Regions from separate parts of the Mus musculus genome. Here all the other regions are linked to region 2. The links are chromatin contacts, called in public Hi-C, HiChIP or PLAC-seq and promoter capture Hi-C maps. All regions are on one chromosome and are shown on one strand. Each heading gives the region's core, a stretch centred on a gene start, on an enhancer-like site or on the middle of the called end of the contact. The rest is flanking DNA. Distances are from core to core; before and after follow the strand shown. Region 1 has its middle 20 kb from the start of Gm12532. Region 2 holds the start of Bbs7 (Bardet-Biedl syndrome 7 (human)). Region 3 holds the start of Mccc1 (methylcrotonoyl-Coenzyme A carboxylase 1 (alpha)). Region 4 holds the start of Spata5 (spermatogenesis associated 5). Region 5 holds the start of Atp11b (ATPase, class VI, type 11B). Region 6 holds the start of Acad9 (acyl-Coenzyme A dehydrogenase family, member 9).

The links. Promoter capture Hi-C pulls out the DNA fragments that hold promoters and counts their contacts. A called contact is a pair of places that touch in the nucleus more often than the background predicts. HiChIP or PLAC-seq counts read pairs in DNA pulled down with a chosen protein or histone mark.
Region 1: an H3K4me3 HiChIP or PLAC-seq map of neural progenitor cells shows a contact between it and region 2, with 15 times the contacts expected there. The contact joins the enhancer-like site here to the promoter of Bbs7 in region 2. A contact is called at or near these places in 10 of 39 promoter capture datasets (the C10 cell line, the HPC-7 cell line, cranial neural crest and 6 more), 4 of 484 Hi-C or Micro-C datasets (the BV-2 cell line, the MNK3 cell line, forebrain neurons and 1 more) and 15 of 115 datasets of contacts at active chromatin or transcription factors (the NIH/3T3 cell line, SST interneurons, T-cell acute lymphoblastic leukemia and 9 more).
Region 3: a Hi-C map of muscle stem cells shows a contact between it and region 2, with 2.0 times the contacts expected there. The contact joins the promoter of Mccc1 here to the promoter of Bbs7 in region 2. A contact is called at or near these places in 1 of 39 promoter capture datasets (liver), 1 of 484 Hi-C or Micro-C datasets (muscle stem cells) and 1 of 9 other capture datasets (adipose tissue).
Region 4: a contact with region 2 is called in a promoter capture Hi-C map of embryonic stem cells, with 3 times the contacts expected there. The contact joins the promoter of Spata5 here to the promoter of Bbs7 in region 2. A contact is called at or near these places in 7 of 39 promoter capture datasets (cranial neural crest, embryonic stem cells, frontonasal cranial neural crest and 3 more), 4 of 484 Hi-C or Micro-C datasets (CD8 T cells, Sertoli cells, embryonic stem cells and 1 more) and 9 of 115 datasets of contacts at active chromatin or transcription factors (astrocytes, embryonic stem cells, epiblast stem cells and 4 more).
Region 5: a promoter capture Hi-C map of liver shows a contact between it and region 2, with 2.7 times the contacts expected there. The contact joins the promoter of Atp11b here to the promoter of Bbs7 in region 2. A contact is called at or near these places in 2 of 39 promoter capture datasets (both in liver), 1 of 484 Hi-C or Micro-C datasets (rod photoreceptor) and 1 of 115 datasets of contacts at active chromatin or transcription factors (astrocytes).
Region 6: a promoter capture Hi-C map of hippocampal neurons shows a contact between it and region 2, with 3 times the contacts expected there. The contact joins the promoter of Acad9 here to the promoter of Bbs7 in region 2. A contact is called at or near these places in 1 of 39 promoter capture datasets (hippocampal neurons) and 1 of 9 other capture datasets (pancreatic islet).

What each region holds. Positions count from the first base shown.
Region 1 is chr3:37,200,851-37,205,612 of GRCm38.p6, forward strand. No RefSeq gene overlaps it. Among named protein-coding and RNA genes, the nearest start is that of Gm12532, 20 kb to the left of the region's middle. Within about 2 kb of position 3,286, at least 204 of the 459 cell types and tissues checked have an H3K27ac peak or open chromatin away from gene starts, as enhancers often do. A contact at or near this core is called in the HPC-7 cell line, the MNK3 cell line, embryonic forebrain and 3 more, where this site is marked.
Region 2 is chr3:36,611,424-36,615,815 of GRCm38.p6, forward strand. Bbs7 (Bardet-Biedl syndrome 7 (human)) reads right to left here and starts at 1,966. Exons shown (of 19, transcript NM_027810.3): 1 at 1,827-1,966; 2 at 589-654. The coding sequence starts at 1,862.
Region 3 is chr3:35,997,712-36,002,764 of GRCm38.p6, forward strand. Mccc1 (methylcrotonoyl-Coenzyme A carboxylase 1 (alpha)) reads right to left here and starts at 2,967. Exons shown (of 19, transcript NM_023644.4): 1 at 2,770-2,967. The coding sequence starts at 2,846. It overlaps Mccc1os (methylcrotonoyl-Coenzyme A carboxylase 1 (alpha), opposite strand), which reads left to right and starts at 2,202. Exons shown (of 3, transcript NR_029456.1): 1 at 2,202-3,000.
Region 4 is chr3:37,418,006-37,422,928 of GRCm38.p6, forward strand. It overlaps Spata5 (spermatogenesis associated 5), which reads left to right and starts at 1,945. Exons shown (of 16, transcript NM_001163511.2): 1 at 1,945-2,495. The coding sequence starts at 2,336. Nudt6 (nudix (nucleoside diphosphate linked moiety X)-type motif 6) reads right to left here and starts at 1,591. Exons shown (of 5, transcript NM_001291044.1): 1 at 1,337-1,591. The coding sequence starts at 1,565.
Region 5 is chr3:35,750,754-35,755,688 of GRCm38.p6, forward strand. Atp11b (ATPase, class VI, type 11B) reads left to right here and starts at 3,310. Exons shown (of 30, transcript NM_029570.4): 1 at 3,310-3,657. The coding sequence starts at 3,631.
Region 6 is chr3:36,062,941-36,067,656 of GRCm38.p6, forward strand. It overlaps Acad9 (acyl-Coenzyme A dehydrogenase family, member 9), which reads left to right and starts at 3,039. Exons shown (of 18, transcript NM_172678.4): 1 at 3,039-3,330. The coding sequence starts at 3,169.

The DNA.
Region 1 (4,762 bases), core at 2,036-4,535, 590 kb after region 2:
GGGCGGTCTGTCTGTCAAGCACAGAAGATGCAGGGCTTTTTCTGTGGAATGAATACGTGTGACATGAGAAATGGTTTACCTTTATTTAGCCAAGTCATTTGACTCAAGGTATCCGATTTTGTCCACTGTTTCTCGGTGATTATCATATCACAATCAAGGCAGTATCGTGTATCTGTGTCCACTCTTCTGAAACTATCTACCATCCTGAGCCAACTGTTAAAGGCTTTGAGGATTCTCCCTGTTGTAAACTTAATAATTAGCAAACTTCTGACAGGATTGAGGGCTATACTGATTGGTTATAACTGAATAGGATTTAATGACAGTAGTAAAAATCATATTAAAACAGGATAGAAATGAAAATCTTAAGCTGGCTGTCAGGCATGGGAATTGCTAAACTGTGAAGCTAGGGGCTGGCTGGCGCACTTTGGTCTATAGAGCTAAAGTCAGGTGGACTATTGATCGATCTTTAGGAACCACAATAATGACTTGTGCGCTCCCACTGTTGAAGGTGATGGCTGTAGACTGCACTGGCAGCAGGAATCGTGTGTTTAATTTGATGAGCACAGGGCCAGACTTCCTGCTTGCTGTTGGAAGTCATGAGGCAGGACTTCCTATGTGGCCCAGTGCTCTCAGCAGTCACTTGTGGCAGCTGTCACTTGTGGCGTGTGGCACTGCTAGCCTTTACTTTACAAACCCCCAGCAGAGAGGGAGAGGGAAAGAGAAGGAGAAAGGGAGAAAGGGAGGGAACCCCTTGAGTGTGCAGGAAGGTGGGGAGATAGACACATGATCAGGGATTGGTGGAGTGTGAGCGGGCTGAGGAAGACAGTGAGACAGACTCAGAGCTGAGAGTAAGAGTGGGGGAGGGCAGCAGAGTCCCTGGCAGGAGACAGAGCCAGACCTGCCTTTCAGGCAAACTGGCTGGACTAGTAGTTGCAGCAGGCTGCAAATGAGAGAGGGGGAGGGGAAAGTTTGCCACATGGATCATTAGCAAGAAAGTGCCAGTTTAGTGTTGATGTAGAGATATTGTTTTAGACCAAGACATCCCATTAAGTAGGGACCAGGCAGAGAAATACTGACCCCTGGGCGAGAGAATAGGGTTATTAGCTGCCCCTACCAGTGTCCTGAGGACATTAACAACCTAAGAGAGATTCTAGCACAGGCCAGACCACCAGGTCGACTTGTGATGGCTGGGGGCTAACGCTCAGAGCCTGTGCTCTTGAGCCAGTTCATCCAAACCCAGGAATTTCTCAGCTTCGAGAAACTGTCTACAAGGAGAGGGAAATCTCACCCAAGGGAAAAAGTCCTAAAACGAGGGTCAGGGAAAAACTGAATGTCTTCCATCCTCAAGGACAACACAGGGGTAGCTCCGAGCTCAGGAACTCTCCCCTGGGACCATGCAGATGGGAAGGGATGGGGGCTTACCAGTTCTGGGCTAGCAAGCGTGGATCTCTTGTGGTGACTGAGGTGGGATGTCTCAGTGGGCCCATACTGAGGCATCCCTTCCCCATGAGGGACCAGCCACACAATAGTATAGTATAGAATAGAGTTTATTCAGGGCATGGGAAGGGGAGTTAAGAGGGTAGTAGAGGCAGAGAAAGGCAGAGAGAGGGAGAGAGTAAAGAAGTAGAAGCTGGCCATGGCCATGGGCATGTGGAGAGAGGGGGAAGGGAAGAGCCCAAGATGGCAAGAGAGAAGCAAGCAGTAAGCAAGAGTAAGAGAGGGAGGAGGGGGGCAAGCAGCCCCTTCTATAGTAGGTCAGGCCTAACTGGCTGTTGCCAGGTAACTGTGGGGATGGAGTTTAGATACAATGCTAACTAACCTGCCATTAAACTATATATGGATCTCCTTATTCCCAAGTTTTTGGTGGCAAAACTCAATCTATCTGCCTAATGGCTTCATTCTACTGATATCAGGCTCCCTTGGGAACTCACAGTAGAGCTGGGCTGAAGGGACCCAGGACACAGCCCCAGAGCAAGAGCCATATGAGCAGGGAGGAAAAATACAAATTATACTCAACACTCAGAGGCAGAGCTAAATCCTGCTTTTCTTTACTTTGTTCTGGGTGCACACCCTATCCCCAGAGCCGGTGATATAGTAAAGGATCCAGACCCAGACACGGCCCGGTGGCTGTCAATCACACCAGCTACACTCAAAATCCACTTCCTCACAGAATGCTAGGGGGGGGCGATGATTGAGCTCTGTACTCAGTGTTGTCCTTTCCTCAGGCTGAGATGTACTCTTATGGATGGTCCTGCACATAAGCGTAGGACTAACCTCAGTGCCTGCTGAAGCACGCTCCCTCCCTTCTGCAAACTGTGCAGACCTGGCCTTCCCTGACTCCTCTGCTATTCTAAGCACTTCCTTTCCTTTCAGTTTTAGTGAATCTTTGATGGCGGATTAGATACTAGGGAAACCCTGCTCTACTAGGGCATCCAAGCAACCCTGCTGTGTCTTTCAAATATTTCCTGTTGCTTTTCTGGGGATTCCTCCCTGGTGAGGTCCTTGGTCAGTCTATCCAGGCTTCTTTCGGTAGAACAAAGGCCAGATCCTTAGTTGCTCCTGGCGCCTTCTTATCTAAAAATAGCCTTGCAAACCTGATTTTATCCATTTTCTATAAATTCCCAGGGAGCCCCCGTAGTGCTCCTTAAGGTCTAAGTAATAGTGACAGTTTGCTTTTATGGCTGAGCTGTGGTCATAACGTATTCTCTTTGCCAGCACAATTGGAACAATAAGACATTTACAACCAGTGCGAAAGTCTAGCCCCTGTCATAAGCCAGCCACTTAGAGATCATAATGTCACCTCCATATCCTATAGCTAAAGTCCTCAGGAAACACCCAGCTGTGCCAACTTAGGGGGTCTAACTCCCACTAACTGGGGGACTTGGTCAAATGATATATATGTATACAGAGAATGGATTTTACATTCAGAGGCCTCCTTACTCTGCATATCCTTACAATAGTGCCTGAAACAGATAATTCTAAAAAATACCTCATAATCATAATTGCTTTATGTCTTGTATCCAAAAGAGGCAAATCAAATCAATCAATCTTAATCAAATGCAAGCCTATTTCAGAACGCATGTCGCAGGACCCTGTTAGGTAAGCTGTGGGACTGACGACTTCTTCATGGAAACTCTGGCTTGAATATAGAATTATCTGTAAGGAGGGAGGAAGGAGGACAGAAAAGATCAAGCTCCTGACAGAATAATTTCCCTAAGGACGCACCAAGTCAGATGATTGGTTTCTTCCCCTGCACTGCCCCCTTGTGGTAAAATGTCGTTAGTGTTTTGGTAGAAAGAGGAAGTAAAGGAGACAGCGATGAAGGGAAGTCGGGCTCCAAAGAGGAGCTGCCAGCCTTCAAGGAGCTTGTGGGGAACCCTGCCCTGCCAGAGCTTCCTGTTCTTTGCTTTGTGGCCCTGTGAGAGGCGGCAGCTGCTGCTGCCCCACCCTGACCCTTTCTCTCCTCATCAGATCTGAGCAGCGTAACCAAAGATACATGGCACAGACCTCAGGAGCCCGCAGGAAAGGAGCGCCTTCCTGGAACGGTTTACCTTGCCCAGTCGTCCTGGACGCTCCCAAAGGAGGTTCTGTCGTTGTTAGCGATGTACATCAGTCTCCAGTGAGGCACATAACGCTTCAGTGAACATCTCGTCCAAAGGGACATTTGAAAGAACAAAAGAAGACCAGAAATATTTCTGAAGGAGTAGAAGCTGGGAGGGGACTTTGGGACACTTCTTTCAAGTTTCCTCCTCTGCTAAGAGAAATCTACAAACACAGGGGATTGTGTTATTCGCGTCACTGAGAGCAAGAGGAGAACGTCTGATTTGGGCATAGTATTCCAAGCACAGTTTATCGAAGTAACTGGACTCATAAATACAAAGTTGGAAAGCATCTCATGTGTACTGGGTTCTCCCTGGGAGCAAGTGCCTGTCACTGTCAGGGGAGACCTCTCCTGGAGGGCACAAATACTGCAACGTGTCAGTGATCCAGTTTCAGGAGTGAAAAATAATGTTTTGTGCAAATGCATTAATATTCTTCAAAATCTAGAAAGACATCAGAACTAGGAAGGTAACTATTGAGTGCAAACTAGCTTTTGGATGCCGTATTACTTCTTAATAAAATTTTACTAAAACTACAACCCTGAAAATAAATCAGATACTACAAATATATCCTTGTTTGAAGGCGGTGATAGATACCTGGTACGGACCAGATTGTGTCAGTGAGCAGGATCGACCCTTCCCCAGACACATTTTCAGTCAACACTTTCCTGTTCTGAGATGAGGTCCAAGGAGCGCTGGGTGCTCAGATACACTGGGGCTTTGCTCTGTAAGCAGCCTGTGGTTTCTGGGGTCCCCAGCAGAACCCCAGGGCTCTCTACCCCACATTTTGCTCTGGAAACCCAAGAGTCCTGTTGTGATTTATGAAGTGACAGAGTTAGGAAGAAAGGCAGCTCTTGGACCCGTAGCCCAACCAAACACACAAGCTGTGGTCGTCGCCCCAGACAACTGCTCTTCAGCAGGCTTGAGATTTCTCCACAGAGAGCAGAGTCCTTTCATGTGGGCAAAGAACGACTTTATCAGACAGAATGCCTCGATGCTTATGAAATGCTTCCTGAGAGGGAGGAAGTCAGGCTATAATTGGGGCAGAATTTACAACAGCGAAATCACATTTGGGCAAGTTCTCTCTTATTGCAAGGGGCCTCCGAGCCACTAGAGATGCTTCATAGATTGCCACTGTCACCTGCTGGCTGGCCTCCAACTGC
Region 2 (4,392 bases), core at 716-3,215:
ACAAAGTTCAACATTAAAAACACTAACTCAGTAAGGGTAGATTTAAACCAGGCATGACTGCACATGCCTACAATCCCTGAACTTCTGATGCTGAGGTAGGAAGATCAAGAGTTCGAGGCCAGCCTCAGCCACATCAAAGCATGTCTCAAAAATAAAATAAGTAAAAACAAAATAGAAACAACAACAAAATAGAAAGTTTACAGAAATCAATGTTCTGTTGAACTTTACACTTCGTTTTCCATGGTACACAGAGTGAATTATTACCAAAAATGGAGTGTTTGTTTTGTTTTTTCAGTGCTAGGGACTAACCTCAGGGCCTTGAACATGGTAACTAAGTCCCTACTACTGAACTGCAGCTGAAGCTCATGATGTATGGTCCTTACCGAGTTTCCTCACACAACTTACTACTTGTATGTAATATCAATGTCCGAGGACACTACTTTCTGTAAACGTTGGCTCCTATTCCAACTTTGTTCATTTCCATCTTAATGTCAGCACCTGTTACACACCAAGGTACCAGTAAGGATGGCAACGTGAGCCTGCCCTTTGAGAGGCAGGAGAAGGCGGAGAAGGCAGCATCTACAGCACCTTTTGTGTAGCCCTTTGTCTTGAGGTAGGAAGCAACTTCATAGTTTTCTGAGAGGTCACTCCGACCTAAGGAAACAGAACAGCCAGCTAGTTGCTTTCTACATGCTGTAATTTGAACATCCGAAAGTGGATGCTTTCGGACATGCTGTAATTTGAAGTTCTTACATTGATAATTTAAGAAGAACAGACCACATCATGGGAGTTTTAGTTTTTTTCAGTTTTAGGTTTTTTTTTTTCTCACTGAAATGTATATTCTTATCAGTTAACTTTCATTTTGATGAAATATGTCAGAGAAGGTCGGAATACAGGAAACAATCCAAAACGTTTAAAATATATATATAATCGTGTAACATTACTGGCAAGGAGCTTCAGAAAATATCTTCAGAAGCCCTTCCTATTAGTGATGGGAAATAGGGGACTTCCGCTGAAATAACATACCTGCTGACATCCTAAGATTCCAGTGAAACTGACCATGACTATTTACAAAAGGCACAGCGAGGAAAAACAGCATGACTTGTTCATCAAAGGTGACTGTCACCAGAACTTAAAAACAACCAATCATGAGAAAACCTGCTTGGTGCATGTATAACTATTCTGAATTTTTAGGCACGCTGCTACAGTTTTAAGCAATCCATTTAGTTTAACATTGTCAAGTGCTTTGAACCATAGCTTGGGGAAGTTGGACTTGGAGATTGTAGGTCCTATCCATCCAAGCTAAAGATGAGAACCCAAACTGGGAATCACAGAGATGGTGACTAATTGGACAGATCCAAGAGATATTGTCAGGGTGTAGCTTCCATAAAATACTAAAGAGAACTATCTGGCCCAACGCCCTGGGGAACTAAGTGGATGTTTATACCACGAAGAACTTCTTAAGAGATGGGTAGGAGGGATAAGAAGCCATGCACCACAGGGATGCCCGCTCTGGAGTCCGGCGCTTTGATTCAAACAGCAACTGCATGATTTGTTACTACGGGGCCAAGTATTTACCTTCTCTGGGCTCCTAATTCTTCATTTGCACTAACTACCTTAGTGGCAAATTTTTGTGATGATTTAGTCAGTTCATTAGGGCTGTGATGGTTCATTGAAATCTGGCTGGTGTGGTCAGGCCCAGTGGGAGTGACAGGGCGGTCGAGACCACTGGGAGCGGCTGGGACACCCCCAGGACCCGGGCCTGGAGGGACCGGGGCTTCCCCAGGCCCGCGTCCACCCACGAGGGCGCCCGCCAATCGGTTTACCTGGAGGTAGTCTGCCCGGCTTAACGTCAGATCCATGGCGGCCGCACGGAGAGGCGGGACCCGCTGTGGAAGCCTTCCCTCGGAGAGCCCACCACTAGACTGACGAGCCGGCCTGCGTCAGGGCAGCGGCGCCCAGCAACGCGGGCTCGACACGTGACCCATCTTAGCTCACTGTGAAGCCCCGCCCTCTCCCGGGGAGCTGCACCAGGAAAGGGGGGCGGAGGGAACGGTCCTCAGACGCTGGCCGGTTTCCAAGGCAACCGGGGCGCATTCTCTGCCTCCCAGCTCTGGGCCGCTGGGCCAGCGATCTGCTTGGAGCTTCGCTGGAGCTTCGCTCATGCATGTTCCTTCAGCTCTGAATGAAACTCTGGAGAAGCGAATATTTTGTGCCTTGTTCTACTCCTGGTTCTTCATTTTAGGCTTTGTCATACAAATTTTCCCCTCAAATATTTATTTTTGTTTTGTGTGTATATGAATAGTGCCTGATGTATTAATGTGCATCACATGCGTGTTGCCTTCTAAGGAGGCCAGGGCCTTGGGACTCCCATGTGTTTGTTAAGAAACCTAATCTTGGGTCCTGTGCAAGAGCAGCAAGTGCTCTTAAAAACACTGAGCCACCTTCCAGCCTGGCACGCAAATTCTAAAACAACAACCCCCCATAAACTGTATTTATGTAGTGTGTGTGTGTGTGTGTGTGTGTGTGTGTGTGTGTGTGTGTGTGTGTGTGTGTGTTTTGGAGGTCATGTCGAAGTCTGAGTACAACTTTCAGGAGTCATTCTTTCCACCCTGAGGATCGTTGGGCTTGGTGGCAACCTGCCCATTACCTGCTGAGCCATCTTGCCAATCCTCTTCCTCCCATTCTATAACTACACTCCCCTCCCCCAGGGCCACAGTACAAGACTCTGAGTCAAACAAATCAAATCGAAACATAATAATAATACCTAAGAAATGAGTTTGAAACAATAGAATAAGCGGAGAAACTAGACAGTAACGACACAGAAAATCTGAGTAAACTCGGGAGGCAGAGGCAGGCGGATTTCTGAGTTCGAGGCCAGTCTGGTCTACAAAGTGAGTTCCAGGACAGTCAGGGCTACACAGAGAAACCCTGTCTCGAAAAACCAAAACCAAAACCAAACCAAACAAACAAACAAAAAAACCAATAGCAAGTAATGAGAAGTCACCTTAAAAAGAAAGTTCAGGACAGGCGACTTCAAACAAAAGCACCAATTCTTCCCAAACTATTTCCTAAAATTGAAAGGATGGGGCTTTTTCAAACTCTTGTAGGCCAGCATTTCCTCATACCAAACCAAAACAGGACACAAGAGAAACACACACACACACACACACACACACACACACACACACACACACACACACCCATGCACACACCCCCATGCACATCTCACACACAGTCTCTTGCCACTTGTCTTGTTCTACCTTCAGGCTACTAACAAAAAGAGCATCAGCAGGTGCAATCCTTCCAACGGATATGAACTAGAGTTGTGAGCAAAAATAGACTTATTTTCTTTAAAACTTAAAAATAGAAAGAAAAAAAGGTGAAAGAAGGGAAAAAGTCAATGAAAAGTCTAAACAAAGATCACTGATGAAACAAAGAAGTAAAAATTTCAAAACAAGCAAGCAAACAACCTAGCAACGATTCCAACAGCACAACGAAGACATCATTCCAGCCAGGAGCTGTCAAGCACACCTGTGAGGCCAGCTACCCCTAAGTCTGGGTAAGTTGGTCATTAATGAAAAGCCCTGGGTAACATGGAGAAAACCTGTCTCAAAAAAAAAAAAACCCAAAACATAAAATTTCAACATGCTTTTGTGAAAAAAACCTTTGAGCAAATCTAACTGTATAAAGAACGTGTGCCAGGGCTGGAGAGAAGCAATAGTTAAGAACACTAGCTGCTCTTCCAGAGGATCTTGGTTCAATTCCTGGTAACCACATCGCAGCTTACATCTGTCTATAATTCCAGTTCCAGGGGATCTGACACTCTCACACAGACAAACATGCATACAAAACACCAATGCATATAAAATATATAAATAACCATGTGTCATCATAAAGTCTATATAATAAAAGTCCACAGCCAATGAATGTCAAAGTGAAGGGGGAAATCTGGAAGCATTTCTCCTAAGATCTGGAAAAAGTTAAGAGCATCCCCTTTTGCCACTCTTAGTATAGTACTGGACTGTGGAGTAATTAGGAAGAGAAAGAAATAAAAGTATACAAATTGAAAAAGAAGTTACATTGTCTCTGTTTGCAGATGATATGATCTATATATAGAAAGACTTAAAGACCTTGCTAAGAGTGTTAGAACTAATAAATTAAGTTTGTAAAATTGAGGTGTACAAAATTAACATATAAAACTCATCATTTTGTGCACCAAACTTTCTGAGACAAATTAATTTACTAAATAAATAGCCTAGGGGTTCTGTAGATGTGGCTCAGTTGGTAGGGTGCTTGCCTTGCATTTACAAAGCCCTAGGCTTGATTGCCAGCACTGCATCGCTGGGTGCGAGTCACATGACTAAAGCTTGCTTAGGGATACATTGTATT
Region 3 (5,053 bases), core at 1,717-4,216, 610 kb before region 2:
GAAAACCCAGCTAGAACCTGGGATATTGAGTCCTAGCCAGTTTCCCTTTGTGTTCATGTTTTTGAATGAATCGCCTACCCTGTTTAATATCTGAAGCTGGCATTTGGCCAAAGAGACAATTAAAAAGCTAAGGTGCTTTAAAAACATCTACCTTGGTTTTAAAAACAAAACAAAAAAATTCTTGTTGGACTGTAATAGTAAAAACTGCCTGGCACACACAATTAGCATTGTCATGGAAGATAATAGACCATATTTTGACATTTTCTGTTCTATTTTATTAAATCAAACAACAGTTTGAAAATATAATTGAATGCACCCCTTGGGTAAGGCAGTATTGACATTAAGCCAGAGAAATCAAAGGAAGGACGTTGAACAGAGATAATAGAAATAAGAAATGTTGGCAGGGCTAGAGAGATGGCTCAGCGGTTAAGAGCACTGACTGCTCTTCCAGAGGTCCTGAGTTCAATTCAAACCACATGGTGGCTCACAACCATCTGTAATGGGATCTGATGGACGCTTTTAGTGTGTGTCCGAAGACAGCTGTAGTGTACTAATATAAACAAAAATAGATAAATCTTTAAGCCAGGCAGTGGGGGCGCACGCCTTTAATCCCAGCACTCTGGAGGCAGAGGCAAGCAGATTTCTGAGTTCGAGGCCAGCCTGGTCTACAGAGTGAGTTCTATGACAGCCAGGGCTATACAGAGAAATCCTGCTTCAAAAGACAAAAAAAAAAAAAAAAAAAAAAAAGAAAAAGAAAAAGAAAAAAAAAAGTAGGCTATGGCTAGTTATTCTGGTTACTCTTCAACATACACTTACCCATTGTCAGGTCGCTTGACATTGGGGTTACTCGATCTCTTTTTCATTAATACCCTCCCAATGAGAAAACTTATACAGCAAGGAATAAGCTTTACAAATAGATGAATTTGAGTTTTAGAGGACCACAAACATGCTAGCCAAGTGCTTAACCTACAGCTCCCATTCCATACGAGGCAATCTTGAAGATACTGCCCGGTTTTAAAGTATACAATTTTCCCAAACAAGACCACGGTTATATAGAGACTTATGAGCTTAGTTCCTTCATGAAGCATAAAGATCACAGGCTACATTAGATATTATATGACTGCAACAATATGCATATACCCTTTACATGCAACTATGCAACCAGCAGGACTAGTATCTCCCAAGGGTCATGTGAGGAACACCGGAGGCTTAGCATCCTGGGAGGCACACTTTCTCAGATGCTGTCACTCTGGAGCCAACTGGGAAAACATCCATCTTTGGCGGGAGAGCTCTGCTTGATGGCTTCTTCAGAGACTGGTGCTCTTACAAATCTTTCCAATTCAGCCCACCCCACATTCTTGCTCTTCAAGGAGGAAAACTTAACTTTCCTGGTCTTTTAAAGGAATTTTTCAGCTTGGAGCATTGTTTTCCCCTCTGACCTCTCCAGGTAAGTTAGGGTTTAAGGCTTTTCCAGTCCTGCCTAAGAAATCACAGCTTTGTCATGTATCCAACCTGGGACCACTGATAGCCTAAAATGTTTTTTTTTTTTTTTTTCCTCTCAGCTAGTGAAGACTGAGTCAGGCAGTCAGACACACTCCTTAAGTGCAATCCTTTATCTTGACAATGTTCTGATTTCTCTATCCCATTTTTCAAAGCTCTTTTTGCTACATCTCAAAACATTTAAACATGACGAGTAAATTGCCTGCCAGGAGATAATTCACCAATTAAGACAGCCGCTATTCTCATGGGTAGAGTCTGACTAATCAAATTCTTTTCTCTGAGGTATTAGAGGAATCATGGCTGGTAAAAAGAAAGAAAAAAGAAAAGGTAAAATTCTCATGCTGGTAAGAGTTTTAATTTTAAAAACTATTAGCAGGATGACAGCTATAACTAAGCCTTGAGAGGAGAATGACTCTGTGGTATTCTTGGGAACCTAAGGAAATTCACAGGAAGAAAAACAGCACTAATACAACTTTCACCATCTTTCTTATTTAAAATATAGGGTGAAGACCTACATTTTAGTATTCACCGAAAATCCAGGGCATCGACCACTGTTTGTTGAATGGACCATGATGTGTTTAAATTTTTATCCACGTGTTGATTTGGACATACGAGGGGGTTAGTATCGTCTTTATATTACCTCTGCTAGATACAAGTATCATCACCTCCAAGCAGAAGAAACTGAAGCACGGATATTAGGTAACTCGACCAAGGTCACAGGTAAGCTGGGAACCCAACCTTCTGCAGGCAGTTCTTGCCCTTGGGCCAGTACGTTTTTCAGAATGCGAGGAGGTGATGATTATGGTGAAGTAATCTATCTACATGACTTGGGGTTTTCACTGTTGTCAAAGCGTGGAGCTTCGTTTCCAAAAGGATCCGGGGTAGTCATCTGCCAGCTTTGTTCAAACTTGTGAACAAGAGCGTTCGACAAAACTCACCCCTCATTAATTTGACTCTTCCCAGCAATGGGAAAGGTCTCTAGAAATCCTTCTCTGAACTGCACTCAAAATGAGGGAGCTAAGCTGAAAGCGACTTTGGGAAAGGGGTCCTGGTGCAAGCCTCTAGCTACGTATGCCATCTTCGGTTGCAGCACCGTGCGGGGTGCCCAGATCAGAAACCAGCCAAGGTGGCAGAGTCTGTAGGAAGAGCCAAAGACTGAAGTGGGACAGCGCCTACCAAAACTACACACAGGCACTTAAAGGGCTGCTCTCACGTGACCCAGCGCCTCGCATCCGGGCCGCGCACGGACCGGCAGTACCCCTGAGTCACCTCGGCTGCAGCAGCAGGATCGGGACCCGTCGCAACTGGTTCCTGTCCACCGCAGCCAACAACGCCGCCGCCGCCATCTCCGCGCTGTTCTGCTGGATTCCAAAAGCTGCTTGGCTTATTCTTGAAAGCGTCCCTCCCTGCGCAAGCTTCTTGTCCCCGATCCGCCACCGTAGCTCCGAAGAGCAAGTAGGCGTCTCCGCAAGAGCCAATCACAAAACTGGGTGTTTCAAGGTACCGATTGGCTGATTGGACCATGTGCCTGGGGGGTGGGGAGTGAACTGTGAGGGGCTGGGCTCCATCTGGAGGGGCGGGGCCAGGTTTTTTTTTTTTTCTTTTTTTTTTTTTTTAGCACAGAGCATGAGAGGAAAATGCACAGCCCCTCAAACCACCACTCAAGCAAAATGCAAGCTTTCTCACTAAACATCAGGAAAAAGGGGCAGTGGAAACTGCGTGGCAGGAAACAAAGACACAGTAAAAGCTATGTGTAGGTATTTGATACAGCTGAGGCAGAGCTCATATGGGGGAGAAAAACACAGTAAGTGAAACAGCCAATCGAAGGGTTATAAGTGCAAAAACTAAATGGGACGTAGTGGCGCATATTTGCAATCCCAGAAGCTGAAGCAGAAGGATTGTAGTAAGTGACAGGATTGACTAGACAGTGAGTCCCAGGCCAGCCTGAGCAATACGTTGAGGCTGTCCCTCAAAAACCAAAATAAATAAGATATGAAAAACAAACATAAATGCAGAAGGAAAACAAATGTAAAGAGGAATAAATTAGTGAAATCAGAAAACTAACACCAAAGGACAAATAAATCCAGGAACTAAGAAAATAATTAGAAATAAGGGGACACAAGTGGAAGCAGGAACATCAGGAGTTCAAGCCCATCCTAACCTGCAGACCAAGTTCGAGACCAGTCTGGGCTAGTAGTCCTGCACCTGTCTTTAAAATCTAAGATGTTTTCTTGAAAGATTCGAACTTTTAGAAAGTCTGGATACAAATTGGCTTGCTTGTGTATTTTCGAGAAGGTTCCTACTTATCTGGCCCATTGGCCAGCAAAAGAGAACCCATCCCTCTGGAGTTCACCAGAAATGAATTCCTTCCTTCAGGAAGGATATCTTATATTGAGTAAGTTTAGACTTTTATCGGTAGAGTCATCACATAGTTTCAAAACGTCCCTGGGAGTACTTGCCACTGGCTTTGTTTGTGTGGCTGGATATCTTTTTTTCCTACAGAGTTATAAGAACTCTAGTTATAGAGGTTAATATTTCCTCAGGTTTTCATTTAGTTGTTTACTTTTACGCTGTTTCAGGTGTGAAGAGTTCCATATTAAAAAAAAAAAAAAAAAAAAAAAACCACACACTGTTTTCTGGGCGTGGGGAGAAATTGTTTTCATCTTGTACTTAAAATGAATGTAAGATATATATTTAAAACAGCAAAAAAGTGAACATGGCCTCCAAATAAGCAAGAAATAAAGAGGAAAAAAATCTCACATGACTTTTTTTTTTTTTCTTTTTGAGACACGGTCTCTCTATGTAGCCCTGACTGTCCTGGAACTCACTATGTAGACCAGGCTGACTTCTAACTCACAGAGTTTGAGAGCCTGCCTCTGCCTCCCAAGGGCTAGGACTGAATGTGTGCACCACCACACTGGTCTTGATTATATATATATATGTGTGTGTGTGTGTGTGTGTGTGTGTGTGTGTGTGTGTATATATGTGTGTGTGTGTATATATATATATATATATGTGTGTGTGTGTGTATATATATATATATATATATATATATATATATATATATATATGTCCCTGGCTGTCCTGGAACTCACTTTTAAAAGTAGGGAAATCAAATATAGAGAAAACAATAAATTAACAAGAAGCTGATTTTGTACAACTTTGACAAACCAGAAATGAAATGGATTTTACAAGAAAATACTGTTTACTAAAATAGATGCTGGAAAAGAGACAAGATCTAAATAATCCTTCCCCCTGTTTTGAATCCCTCTTTACCTCCACCCCAACTGATGAAAAAGCTCACCTTCTCTAGCTAAAAGAATTTCCATATGTAATAAACAATGGTTCATTGCAGTGCTATTACTTTTTTTCTAGAGCACAAAATGATGGAAAATTTTACAGTTCTTTCTATGAAGATAACATGGATGCCAAAATCAATAAAAAGAACATGTACTTCACACACACATTGATAGTCAACCCCCATTGTGTGTATTGATGGAAAAATCCCATATAAACATTAACTAAAACATAGAGTGATATATAGCAAGGTAAA
Region 4 (4,923 bases), core at 695-3,194, 810 kb after region 2:
TGTAAAAGCAGTGGTAAATAGTGACCTTCATATGCAATATGCTTTAACAGCCTTTACTAACTCATTACAGACAACATCTAATCTCCTTAAAGAGACATCGAATCAGGCTTTCTCCTCAGATAAGCTCCTGTTTACAGGAACTGCCAACTAGTTTGGTTTAATTCCATCACAACAGAACTATTGGAAGCTCAAGAACAGTGTGAAGAAAGCAAAGACCAGAGCCAGAGGGAGGTACCCGTTGTCTCTGGGCCTTGGCACCATCATCCTTCAACTGGGCAGAGCATGTACTTCCAGGTTATGGAGATGAGATACATTCCTAGTTGTTAGATTCTTAAAACAATGTCTAATACTTGATAATGACAGTGAAATGTTTTATTAAAGGGGTCTCATTCAGCGTGTCTTTGATCACACTTATCCAGTATTCAGAGCTGGCTAGCATTAGAAGTCTTTTTAGTGGTCATTTGATTAATGAATACCTGGAAAAGTTCGTAACACAATCTTGAACTCGAACCTTGGACTTGTTTCAAGATCCAATACACTTCTGGAGTGGTGCTTAGATTATCATCTCCCACTGGGAAAAACTATCTAAGTATGGCAAATGCCTGTGCCCATCCATATACGTGCACATATCAGAGGATGAACTGATTCGATTCTCCTACTGGTGAAAGTGTTGAAGTCTAAGCACTTATAAGCAGGAGAGATGATGTTAAATAGCCTTGTTTGAAGATTAAACAGCATTAGAGTCGCTAACTTGCCGTGTTTGTTGCTCACAGAATAAAGATCATTTGTGGTTTCCTGGTTATGTGAAAGGATCTTTTCCATTCCATGCTAAATTTCCATGCTATGCCTTCAGTTTGAAAAACAGGCTGTTCTAACAAATCAGACACTTATCCCAAAGTGAGGGGGACTCCTTCACACAAGCATCCTTTCAGATAACTGGGTTCACCGTTCAAAGCCAGTGATGTACCAGTGATGTGTTCCTACTGAAAACTGCAAAGCTCTGTGGGTAGATGCAAGCACTGGCACCCATCCCGGTTAGGAAACCGTTTTGCTTGGCAAAGCATGTGGCAGAATCCAAGTAGCAGCAAAACTAAGGTTGCAAGGTAGCACACAGTGAGGCTGTCAGTGTTTACTAAGAGTTAAAGGCGTGGCCGACACCGTGCTAGGCGCTGCGAATCCCGTGTCAGTCTCAGGGGCAAGCATTCAGGGTTCGGGCCGGGACGTGGCTGAGGGCACTTCCAGGTCACAGCGAGAGGACCGCTGGGTGTCCTTTCAGCTTTCACCTCAGAGCCCACACGCTCCGCCCTGGTTTCCGGGGCCCGAGACCCGCACTTGCCCTGCAAGAGCCTCCGGAAGGCGGCGGCATCCAGCCCGTGCAACGTATGGTGCCGCGACAAGTGCACCGAGACGCCCCCAAATCTGTCCAGCTCGCCTTGTAGCTCGGCCCCGCAGGAGCCCGGGGTCTCCAGGCCGCCCGAGGCTGTGCGCCGCCCCGGCCGGAGCCTGGCTCCGCCCGCGTAAAGCAATGTGGAGAACCAGTAGCGGGTCCTCCTCACCCACCACATGGCTGCACCTAGCCTTTCCGTTCTCCCCTTCCCGCCCCGCCCACATCGCCTGACGTAGCATCTCTTCCCTGTCGCACGCCCCGCCCCTTCCAGCCCTGCCCGGTCTACCACGCCAGACGTAGCCTGGTCTCATCCTGGGCGCACGCCCCGCCCCTTCCCGCCCCGCCCACATCGCCTGACGTAGCCTTGTCTCCTCCAGGGAGCACGCCCCGCCCCTTCCCGCCCCACTCTCGTGACCCCGTGCAACCTCACCTCTTTCCGGCGATCGCCCCGCCCCATCTCGCGGCGAACACTCTCAGGCCTCTTCCGGAGCTCGCTCCGCCCCTTTTCGCTGGGAGGAGGGCCGACCGTAAACTCTCGAAACGTGTCTCCACCCGCTAAGCTTGAGCTGGACTTGCCATTTGGTAGAGCTTAGTGGAGCTGACTGTCCTCGACGGGTCTGGAACAGAGAGGAGAAACTTTCGGATTTTGTTGTTGTTACTTTAAGCCCAACCACATTCGCTTCGGGACTAGGCAAAGCAGCGGAACAGCCGAAGTCCACTTTTCAAGGGTTCATAACGTCAACGGCGGTGCCTACGCCTAGCCCTTCTTTCTTTCCGAAACGGTGTCTTGCGAGACCCTCGCTCTCCGCCTCCGCCTCGTGGGTGGCGCTTCTACGCGGAGCATTACGGCGTGCGCGCCGCGCCGCTGACCTCTGACCCGGAAGTTTGATCCCCGTGCCGCGCACGTTGAGCCGGCTCGGGGCTGCTTTTCTCCGACAGCCTGCGGTCATGTCTTCCAAGAAGAACCGAAAGCGGCAGAAGGAGGGCGCGGAGGGCGCCTCGCCCTCGCTCTCTGCGGCTCCGTCCCGCTCAGGGACCTCGACTCCTTTCGCCCAGCCGAGCCCGGCGGCGCCGGGGATGCTGGTGGTGACCAACTTCCTTGAGAAAGGTGAGGAAAGCGCGGGCAGCCGCGGGGCTGAGGCGCCTGAGGGGAGCGCGGCGTGTGGAGGTGGGCGTGACGCGGGAGCCCGCGGACCGCCAGGCGGCCCGGCCCGAGGCGCCCGCCCGGCCCTCTTTGCAAAAAGTTGAGGATTGCCTTTTTACTTTTTCCTCTTTCATACGTACTTCGGGAGCACTGGCGATGGCGTACGCCACGGGACCTTGACTAGCAACCCTCGAGGTGGCCTTGGCTCCTTGGAGACTCACTGTCCAGTCAGCCCGGCAAAAACGGTTCTTACCTAGTGAGCCTAGCCTGCGCTCAAACGCTAACTTGTGACGATGAACGCGTACTGCCTAACAGCGCTCTGGCTGTAGGGACAACGGCAGCGTTTAGTTACTGCTGTTGACTAGTCGCACCCTGGTGTTAGTCCTAAGTTATCCCGTCACGTGTGCCGCTCCTCTGGTTTTTCACAGAAACTGTGGTCAAAATGAGTACGGAAAGGTCAGGTCCCCATCTCACAGATCAGAAAAGGCTAACGGAGTCGCATATCAGGTACCCAGGCACCAGTGGCTGGCAGAGTCCGTGTTGGAGTACAGGTCTCTTTGATTCCGGAGCTGTTTGTCTGAGATGAGTTTTGTTGGCTTGGTGAATGGACAGACTTCACGTCTGAAAAATGAGCTACTTGGTAAACCTTTTAGCTTGTATGATGTGTAGTGGTTCTGAAAAGTGGAGCAGACTGACGAGGGACATAGTTTTTTTTGTGTGTCCAGAAAGATTGTCAAGACTGTCTTAGCATTAGCACAGTGTTTAATCTGCCTTAGCAATCAGGATACAGCTTGTTCTGTTCTGCAGATTCAACAGCTTTTCAAGTAGTTCCTTCCCACTGTCATTTACACATGTCAATTCTCTACTGCCTTACACCACTGGAAAGGTTTCACAGTGTCTTCCCGCCACCCCCCTCTCTCTGTACCTTTTAATTGTCTACTCACTAAATGGAGTGTTCTCTGCATGCTTGTCAGTCACATACCACAATTTCCATGCCATGGTCTCTTGGGCACTGCTTTGTAATGGTCACAGATAGTCTCCGTGTTGTCAAATCCAGTGGCTGGTTTTCATTACTCGCCTTTTGACTCTGTAGCCTTTGCCAGTGTTAATCTTTTCTTCCTCAAAACATCTTCCTACTTATTTTATTTACCGTTACACTTTCCTAGTTTTTCTCCATGTGCATTGGCAGTTATTTTCTCTATTCCATCTGATTCTGAAATACTGAAGTTTCTCAAGTTTAAGTCTGATACCCTCTTTCTTCTCTAAATATTCTTTAAGGCAAGAATATCCAAAACTAAGTTTCCCATTTATATTCTCATCAATTTTGATTTTATTTTTGTACAGCATACTATTTTTGAGTCTTAAGTTGTGCTTTATGTCATGATTTCTCAAACATTTTATGTAGCAAAGTTAAAAATGTTCAGTAGGTCACAGATTGACACTTTAATAAGATAGTGTAATTAGAAAAAGTTTAAAAAGCAGAATAATGAAATTTATTGGGTTCACAGACACAAACTTTTGTCTGCTTGCAGTAAAAGTTTCTAAGTGATTTTTTTCGTACTTAACCTTACTATGAACTAGTAACAAGTAGTTTGTACGTTATATTTTGAATAGCATTGTCCATTACCTCTTCCCTTAATTTCAGTCACTTAATCAACTTCCTAAGCTGTTGTCTTCTTCCAGTAATGCAAGCTTTAATCCTTACAAAATTCAGAAACCTAGGAGTCAGGCATAATGCCACCCATTCTCTCCTCAGTGTCTGTTCCGTTGCTGATGTCATCCAGATAGTCTCTGTGTTCCTCTTCCTAGCACTCCTGCTGCTTCTCAACAACTCAAACAGCATCATCTCCCACCTAATAGCATTGTCCATTACCTCTTCCCTTAATTTCAGTCACTTAATCAACTTCCTAAGCCGTTGTCTTCTTCCAGTAATGCAAGCTTTAATCCTTACAAATTTCAGAAACCTGTTCTCTTACTCTTTTTCTACTTTATAGTTAGCATGTTTTTTAAAATAAAAATTTGTCATGGTCCTACTATTAATCCCTATGGGCTTCCATTGCTGTCAGGGTTATGACCAGTATCTTGATGCTGCCACAGATGGTTTTGGCCTTCCTTAAGCAACCTTCTTAGTCTTTGAAGGATGCATCATGCTCCTGTCTATCCTCAGCATTTCTGTATGCGTTTTTTTTTTCTGTTGAGAAATACAAATTCTCTTCCTATTTAGTTATTTTTTCATCTTCCTCCATACCTGAATGTTAGCAGTACTTTTTTGAATAGCAGTTTCTAATTCTTCCAAATTAGGTCAGATTACACATAATAGGCTTTGCTAGGTCCCTCAGTATTCTATTATTGTATAATTATAGTTTGTCACTATACAGTTATTCTGTACTCA
Region 5 (4,935 bases), core at 2,060-4,559, 860 kb before region 2:
TTTTTATCAGATATTTTCTTTATTTACATTTCAAATGTTATCCCCTTTCCTGGTTTCCCCTCTGAAAGCCCCCTCCCCTCTCCCCTCCTCCTTTCCCCTGCTCCCCAACCCACCCACTCCCATTCCTGGCCCTGGCATTCCCCTACACTGAGGCATAGAACCTTCACAGGACCAAGGGCCTCTCCTCCCACTGATGACCGACTCTGCTACATATGCAGCTGGAGTCATGGGTCCCCCCATGTGCAATGTCCATTTAAAGAAAAAAATAAGCAAACACTTGTAATTAGTCAGAAACTCGGCCTCCCGGGTTTCACTTTACCCATGCAGCCCCACTTCTTCTTTCCCTGAATTAGTTACACCATCTTACACATCCAAAGCTTTCTTCACCCAAACATTTGCCCCTGCAGCTAGCTCATCCGGTTGCAAAGTCTACCCCTTCTTTAACCTCTCATTTCAAACTCAGTTTGAATTCAGATGTGGTCCAGTGCTAAAGGATTTGCCTAGAATCAGAGATAAAGAGAAATGACTTTGATAGCCTTTCTCCTGGCGCTTTCCCCAACTACTGTTGTTCACGTCAAGTTTCTGAAATTACCAATGATCATCAGTAGAATACTTTAGGATTTAACGGTTACTTGGCTGGCTCACCTCCCCTCTGTGACTGCTCTTTCCAACTAGATTATAAGCTGCAGCCAGGACAGAGGAGGCCACTCTAAAGTGGGTTTTGTGCCCTTTCCTAATTTTAGGCAGTCTTCACACAATCATTTGATGCTGAAGAAATAGTTGTGGAATAAATGAACTGCTACTACCTCCAAACTTTTTTTTTTTTTTTATACCTGGTACCTGCCTTCTTAAATCATGAGTTTTCTCTTCTCTCTCCCTAAGCCTTCCCAATCACAAGCAACAGGGTGTAATTCCTTTTATATTATGTGAAGGTGTTTTCATGGGGTCCACTTAAATCCAACTGCAACAAAGAGCCAGAATATCTCAGATCATTTAAGCTCGAAAACCACAACTTCTGTGACAAGTAATTGTTACATTTTCCCATCAATCAGGACAGGAATTGGTTCCTGGGCCTGGGAACGTGAACTTAGTTTAACCCTGCCAGCAAGTTGGGAAAGTTGTCCTTGAGATGGCTGGACCCAGACAAGTGTCTCTTTACAACAGAAGGCATTCAGCTATTGGGAAGTCCCCAGCTCCCCTAGGGCCTGGGACCTTGAACTTAGTTTCCCCCTATGGTTAAATGGAGGTTAAAAACAAAATGTCAGTACTTAGGGCAAGTTTCTTTTGTTTGTTCCCAATAGCATACACATACAACTGAAATCAAGATTTCAGAGAATTGATCCCTCTGACCTCTATACACCCACATGGCACATACTCCTACCTCCAAGAAATAAATTTAATTAAAAAAAAAACCCTGATTATTATACATGGAGAAGATTTTACCACCACTAAAGAATTACAACTATAGTATAAAAATGCTCGGCCATGCTATGGTTCTGGTAGAAAATGTTTGGAGCAAAACACTGCCCTGTTGCTATTTTTGTTCCTGACAGTTTGGACTTTCATATGGTCTTCACATATTTGAGCTGCTTTTTGCCACATTGCCTCATAACACCTCGAATCAACTCCTTCCTAATTCCCCACCCCCTGTCCACTTCCACCTTTAGAAATTTGGAAGCCAGTTCAATGATATGTAATGCATCCTCTAGGTTGCTGTTTTACAGGTTTTCTTGACAAATTTTGGTGGCATATAAATAAAACATTTCCAGGCCTACTTTGTAACCAAGTCACTGAGAAACGAGATGTGAGAAGTAAGTTTGTTTAGGAATATAGCTTAAGAACACAGGTTCTACTGTCCGATTATCCATAATCCAAATCACAGTTTTGCCGAATTATTTAACTTGAGCTTCTCCATCTGCACAATCGGGATAATACGTACTTCAGAGACCCAATTAGAGTATCGGGTAGAGCTTGACGCAGTGGGTTCTGGGACACTGCCTTAGAACGGAAGTAACATTTTGTTTTCTCTAAAAGCATTCCAGTAACTTTATGCTGGTGTCACAGAGTAAGGGTCGGGCATAAGAGCAAAACGAAGGTTCCTTTTTCTTTTTAAATATCTGTCCTAAATTTGGGTAATTTATAATATTAAAAAAAAATTATTGCAGGTCCCCCCCCCCCCCCCCCGAGACAGGGTTTCACTGTATAGCCCTGGCTGTCCTGGAACTCACTTTGTAGACCAGGCCGGTCTCGAACTCAGAAATCTGCCTGCCTGTGTCTCCCGAGTGCAGGGATTAAAAAGGGATTAAAGGGCTCCATTGCAGATTTTATAGGCCATAGATAACTGAAAGACTCTAATTGCAATGCTGGATTAACTAAGACATGACTACTGAAACCAAAAGACAGATTTGTCTAATCACCGTAGCTTAGATTTAGGTTTTTGCAGAATGTTACTTTTCAAATTACAAATGTCTGATGGTGACGTGTTTTAATTCAGGAAAAAGAGAGTACGACGAAGACGAACAGGTGGCTGCTTTTAGACAGTATAAACTTGTTCCAGTTGCTTGTATGGGCCTTCTTAAAAGTTATCCACACCCTTGTTAGAGAGGTCACGCTACTTTGGAGGTAGTTTTCATTGCATGCTTAGCAATTAGCTTTCCGAGGAAAGTCTCTCCCCTTAGCCTTTCCAGCTTAATTCATCAGGATAGGAACTCAGCAATAGCTCCAGAAATTGAGGTGCAGGCTGGACTCTCACAGAGAAATCTCAAACTTTCCCCAATATTAGTCCACTTTGGTTACTCGCTGAGTTATGTGTGAAGCAATTAAATGCCTTTGACAATTAAAAAAATTTTTTTTACCAAGTCTATAAGAATTTTGTACAATTTAGTTTGATCATAATCATCTCCCTCTCCAAATGTAAGTCTTTGATAATTTAATGGTCTGGGCACAGACCTTTTGGTCACATACATTTGCTGGTGTGGATCCGAATGTTGGGGTGGATGGGGGGGGGGGTTGGTGGGGGAGGGGGAAGATCTGTGACAGGGCAGAGCCAACTCCTCTTCGAGGAGTTGCTACAGCCTAGCCGGCCAAGATACAAAAACTCGAAAAAGGCCCACAGAGCCGGCGAGCCTGACAGCGCTCACGTTTTCGCGACAAACCGCCCCGGAAAGGGGCGGGCAAACCCGCGCGGAAACACGGAAGGGTGGGCCTCCGAGAGGTAAAGAAGCGGGCGGGTCCAGAGCAGGTGAGGGAGGGGCACAGGGCTTGGGGGCGGGACCATGGAGGGCGAGGGCGGGGCGGCGCCGTGGGGGCGGGCCCATGGCGGGCGAGGGCGGGGCGGCGCCGTGGGGGCGGCGGTGCTTCGGGTGACAACGGTCAGAGATGAAGGTGGCGGCGGCTCAGCGGGGAGTAGTGCTGCGCCGGGCGCGGTTGGCAGCCAGGCCGCGCCTGTAGGACCTCCGGGCCGGGGTGGCGGGATGGGGACCCGACTCGGGTAGAAAAGCGGGGACAGCAGAGAGCAGAACTTAAGCCCGAGGGGCTCGCCTGCTCCGGTCACACTCGGAGTCCTCTTCCACCTGCTGCCGCTCGGTCCCGCGTCCGGCGGGCCACGACGGCGTCGGCGACGGCGGGGGCATGTGGCGCTGGGTCCGGCAGCAGCTGGTAAGTGAGGGCTGGGTGGCGCGGCGGGGCGGCGAGGGCTAGGCCGCGGCGGGGGCGCGCGGCTCTCTCTCGGCCCGGGCTCCGCACAGCGCGGGGATGCACTGCAGCTTGCGGCCGCTGAGGGTCGCGAGCCGCGCGGGCCCCGAGGTGGCGGAGGTAGCGGCGCGGGGCGCGGGTCAGGCGGCTCCCCCGGACTCCGAACTAGGCTCGTGCGGGCTCCGGAGGAGGTCTGGGTCCTCCTCGGCCTCCCGGCGGAAGCTCGCCCTGGGCCTAGGAGGAAGGCGCGCCGGAAAGGTCTTCACCGCAGACCGGTGCAACTTCTCTGTGCATCTCTTGTGTGTCACCCACCCCTCAAGGCGGTTAGAACGCACGGGTTAGGAGCCAGTGGTTTAACTTTTGAACATTACTGTATTACCTGGAAAAAGAAAAAGAAAACCCTAGAGTGACTTAAGTGTCTAAAAAGCGTCACCTTTCTCAGAAATCATTCACAGACGAAAATCTCTCATGTCCCTTGGCACTTGCAGCCCAGAAAATAACAACGCCAAGGCGACAATGACAGTTAAGGCAGACATCACTTCAGTTCTAGGAATGCTAATCTATATGCTGTTTAATTTTGAAATTGTACCAATTGCAGTATTTTTTTTCTACGAGGTTTCAAGGCAGTGATAAATCTTAGAGAAACAGAAATGTCCTGTTTTGAGACCAAAATCTTCATTCTTTTTTCTTGTGGTAGAACAGTTTTTCAGGTGAAAACTAAAAAGTATGTATTTCAGTCAGTCTCCTGTTTATTTTACAGTAAGCATCATTCTTAAATAAAGAAATCTTATAAATAAAACTAGAACCGCCTGCCACTCCCTCATACAAATGGTAGGTCTTTATTTTTAGCTAACTGTTGCAAATTGAAGTATTCCAGCTTTATTGGGAATCCAAGCTAATGATGTCATTTAATCCACACTTGCTTTCTTGTGGCAAGCCAGTACAGTAAGGAAGTTAATTATTACAAATCTGATCTGCTTTTGACTTCTCAGGCGTCAAGTAAACAAAAGATTTAACACCTTTTTATCTGATGTTTTGGGTGAGAAAATAGTTTTTAAGGCTGTTTTTTCAAGCCTTTCCCAGTATGTTAAGACAGTCTCTCAGTGTGAGGTACTTTTTTGTTAGCTTGAATAAAATCTTTCTATGTGATCATTCCTATCTTCCAGATAGAAATCTGGTAATGTTGTGAGAAATGGCTTTATGTTTACGGCTGAAAGGGATAAACCAGAAGCTGTGTGGTCA
Region 6 (4,716 bases), core at 1,789-4,288, 550 kb before region 2:
CCCTCCACCCCTCTCTCTCTCCTCCCATTTGAATCCACCCCATTTCTGTCTTTCATTAAAAAGAAGAGGCTTCTATACCCCATTTTTTGATTGGATTGTTTGGGTTTTTTTGTGATTAACTTCTTGAGTTATTTATATATTTTGGACATTAGCCCTTTATCAGATGTGGAGTTAGTGAAGATTTTTTTTCCCAATCTTTAGGTTCCTGATTTGTCTTATTGACCATAAGAAGCTTTCCTTATAGAAGCTTATAGAAGCTTTGACTTATAGAAACATTCCAGTTTCATGAGGTCCCATTTATCAATGACTTTACAGGGCATAGTTCTTTTTGTATCTTCTATCCTCTCTGGCTCTTACACGCTTTATGTTTCCTCTTCTGCAGATTCTCCTGAGCTCTGAAGGGGGGAGGGGCTAATAGAGAAATCACATTTAGAGCTGAGTGTTCCAAGGTCTTTCTCTGCATAATATCTGGCTGTGCATCCCTGTGTTTATTCCCATATACTGCAGGAGGAAGTTTTTCTGATGATGGCTGAATAAGGCACTGATCTATGAGCTTGGCAGAATATCAGTAGGAGTCATTTTATTAGTACTGTGTTTTAAGATCTGTGGTATTTGATTTTACCATAGGTCTCTAGGCTATCTAGTCTCTGATTCTTGGGCAACCAAGCAGTGTTGGGTATGGGTTCTACCTCATAGAGTGGGCCTTGTTCAAATCAGACATTGGTTTGCTACTCCTACTAGTTTGTGCGACCATTGGCTTAGCATATTTTGCAAGGAAGATAACACTGTAGATCAAAGGTTTTGTGGCTATGTTGTTGTATGTGTTTCTCTTTTGGTAGCCTGCAGAGTAACTTTCCATACTCAAGACTTTAGAACATAGGGGTGAAGGTTCTATATTGGCATCCACTAGACCTCCCCAAGTGTGGGTGTTGTCTTCAGCAATGGACTCTTTTTGTCAGTTTGCAGAGAGCAAACTATTGTATTGGCAACAGCCTGGGGTGTTTGGAGCATTTCCATGGAAGCTCTTTGGCCAACAACTCAATTGGGTATAACCCAGGCTTGCTACTGGAAGCTCTGTTTGGTAACGAGAGATGGAGAGTTACCTCCCCATTTTTGGAGACATCATTAAAATCACTTTCATGTATTTTAGTTAGTTCCCACTACATTAGGTGATTTATTCCATGTTCTATTGCTGTGAAGAGACATTGTGATCAAGGTGACTCTTAAGAAAGAAAGCAACACTGGCAGGACACATTCGTGTGAACGGGACTCCTGGGTCACCTGGAGATCTCAGATCGATGGAACAGAGGCTACAGTACTGACGCTAACCTTTCAAGAGGCAGTCTGTGGGCTAGCAAGACGGCTTAGTGAGTGAAGTCGCTTGCCACAAAGCCTGGAGATCCGGGTCCAATACTTGAGAAGCTATCTTCTGACCTCCACACATGTGCCTAGTATACTCTTTCTCTTACACAGATAGATAGATAGATAGATAGATAGATAGATAGATAGATAGATAGATATTTTTTAAGAGGCAGTCTACTAAGATTCAGACTAAGTTAGGGCAAGTAGTTCCTTGGCTCCCATGACTAAAAGGTGGCCTCAATAGCCTGTGAGACACTGACTCAACTGATGCCATCTTAGAGACACCATTTTGACCTTAGAACTCAGTACATAGGCAACAACAATCTGCCAAAACCCTAACCTGCCAAAATAGGAACAAAGACCTAATTCATCAAAGACCTAGTTTATAGTGCCAGGACCTGGGAAAGTCCCTAAACATATTAACCTTGCTTTTTGGCTTCTGTAGTTTCACTTCTCGCTAACTGTTCTTACTTGCTTTTTGTGCATAAAAGGAAAAGAATAGTGAGGCTCTGGGCTACATAGTTTGGGAAGTTCCTTATGCAGTCCCCAGTGGGGCATAAATGCTTTCTATTGGTGTTAAAACTGCATGTATTTTCTGAAGGAGTCATCTTGTAACAGTTGATGCCACACTGGTTCCCTCAGGACAACCTGCCTAGAAATAAAGACAACAGACATATGAATAAACCCTGATGTGAGAGCTGGACCAGTTGGACCAGGCCCTGCCTTGGCTTACTTCCTCAACATAAGATTCATTTTAAAAAAAACAAACAAGGGCTGGAAAGATGGCTCAGCGGTTAAGAGCATTGACTGCTCTTCCAGAGGCCTTGAGTTCAATTCTCAGCAACCACATGGTGGCTCACAACCATCTGTAATGGGATTCATTGCCCTCTTCTGGTGTGTCTGTAGACAGCAATGGTATACTCACATACATAAAATAAATAAATCATAAAAAGAAACAAACAAACAAACATGGTGTTTATAGTTTCATAGGGTAGGTCACCGAGCCAAGGGAAATGCCTTGCCCTGGGAGTGGTGAAGAAAGCAAGTGTCTGAAGACTGTGGCCAATAGGGGCCAGACTAGGGGGGTGCACAACACAGGGAGTGGTAGATTCAAGAAAGGAGGAAACAGCATGCTCTTAGTGCTTCATGCAGTCTCCCATACAAAATGATACCACGCCACTCACATATTTAAGAGAATTAGGCAGAAGTGGGTTAGTAAAATAGGTCCCTTGTCATTTTGTTATACCCATTTAGCAATATTCTAAGTCCTACATTAAGTGAGATGAGAATAACAAAAGTTGTACTTCTAGGTTTATTTGATGAAATCTAATCTGCTCTTTAGAGGATGTGCTGAGAATAGCACACAGGCACAAGAGCTGTGTTTGGGAGCCTGGGTGGTAGTTTTGCAGCTTGACTTTTGAGTATTTTCGTTTTCTTACTGGCAAAAGTATAACAAGAAAGAACACACACACACACACACACACACACACACACACACACACACACACACACTTACTTCCTAGCCTGTTCGGATGAATTTTAAAAAACTACAATTTCTAAATTACATACTCAGACATTACATACAGCAATGCTTGGCGTAGGAGACATTTATTAAACATATTCTGGAACGACCTGTCCAATAGCCTCGCTCAAGGCGGCGCAGCCCTTGCGTCATCAGGAAGTGCGAGCTAGCTTCCGGTTGCAGCGGTGCAGGGTGAGACTTTGGATGCCCGGACGCGGGTGATTGGCGTCATTGGGAGGAGCGGCGGGGCTTCCAGCGACTTGAAGTCTGAAGTCAGGAGCAGCATGTCTGGCTGTGTGCTGCTCTCGCGTGGGGCGACTGCGGCGGCGGCTGCGGCGCGAGCTTCCCGGGTGCTGAGGGAATTCACGGCGAGGCGCCGCCCGCTGCACACCAGCCTGCAGAGCTGCTCGTTCGCCAAGGAGCTCTTCCTGGGCAACATCGAGCAGGTAGGAGGCGAGGCCGGACTGCCCGTGTCCTCTGCTCCCACCTTTCATTCTGGCCAGAGTTGCATGGAACGTTATCCGAGCCCGTAGAAGCCAAACATCCGAGAGGCTGGGCTCGGCGATGTGGCTTAAGTCGTGTCACAGTGGTTTTTGTTTTGGGGCAGGGTCTCATTCAGTAGTAGCCCAGGCTGTCTTTGGACTCGCTCTGTAGCTAGGCATGCCTTGAATACGTGGTCCTCTTGCCTCGGTCCTCAGAGTTGCCCATCCAGCTATTTCTTGTCTTGGAAGTTTGTCTCGTATTGTCTGACTTTATTAAAGTAGAAGTCAACACTTGGGCTGAGTGGCTGCCCTGGTGCAACGTTCAAAGCTAGAACTTTGAAGTGTGGGGACCCTTTTGCCCACATTCTGGCGCAGAGGGTGCCGAGGGACTTGGATTCTTGTGCTTTTCCAAGGCAGGAGGAAGAGCGCAGCCATCATGTATCCCCTTCAGTCTTTAAATCTACCCTTCATCACCCGTGAGCTTTGCTGCCAGTTTTCCATTTCTGTATTTAGTGAGAGTCCCAGTGGTCAGCTCTCCTCCAGATGGTATCTACTTTCTATACTGTTGTGAGCTGTATACCCCTAGCAAAGGCTGGCCTGGTGATTAGAACTCAGCTTTCTCACTATTCAAGGATAATTCTGCATCTTGGACCTGTGCCCTCAGGCTTTGGCCCAGTGGCCAGTGGTTTTCTCCACATTGCTCACTTCTCATTCCCATTCCTACCCCACCCACCATTAGTAACTAATGCAGATATGTACTTAATGTTTGTTCTGAATGCATGTTAGGCCTCAGGTTTCTGAAAAAAAAATTCTTTTCTTTGTATCTCTTTTGTTAGTTCCTTGGTTTCTCAACCTGTAGACCTTGGCCAGTGTCTCTGGTAGCCCAGTTGAAGTCAGAGGCAGTGTCGTTGTTGTTTGTGTTGTTTTGTTCTTCTTCTTTTTAATGTGGAGGTGGCAGGTGTATTGATTGCTTGCTTTTGAGACAGTCTCACTGAGACTTTCTGCCTCTGCCTTCCTTCATGAGAGCTAGATTGAAATTGTATGCCACACCTAGCAATGCTGAATTTTTCTAAAGTTTAAGCCTGTGGGCCTCTCTTTTTATTATGGTCAGCCCCTTGATGACCTAATTCAGTGCCCTAGCTTTAAATGACAACTCTATTCTTACGACTCAGATTTATTTTTTCAACTTGAGTTCTTCCCCTAACTCCAGACTTAGTCTACCTTTCTGCTCTATATCTCCTCTTAGATGTCTAATAAGCATCTTTAATAAGCATATATGATAACCTCTCCTGGATCCCACCCAGTTCTGCTTCTCCCAACAGCCCGTTTACAATAGATAATGGCTACTCT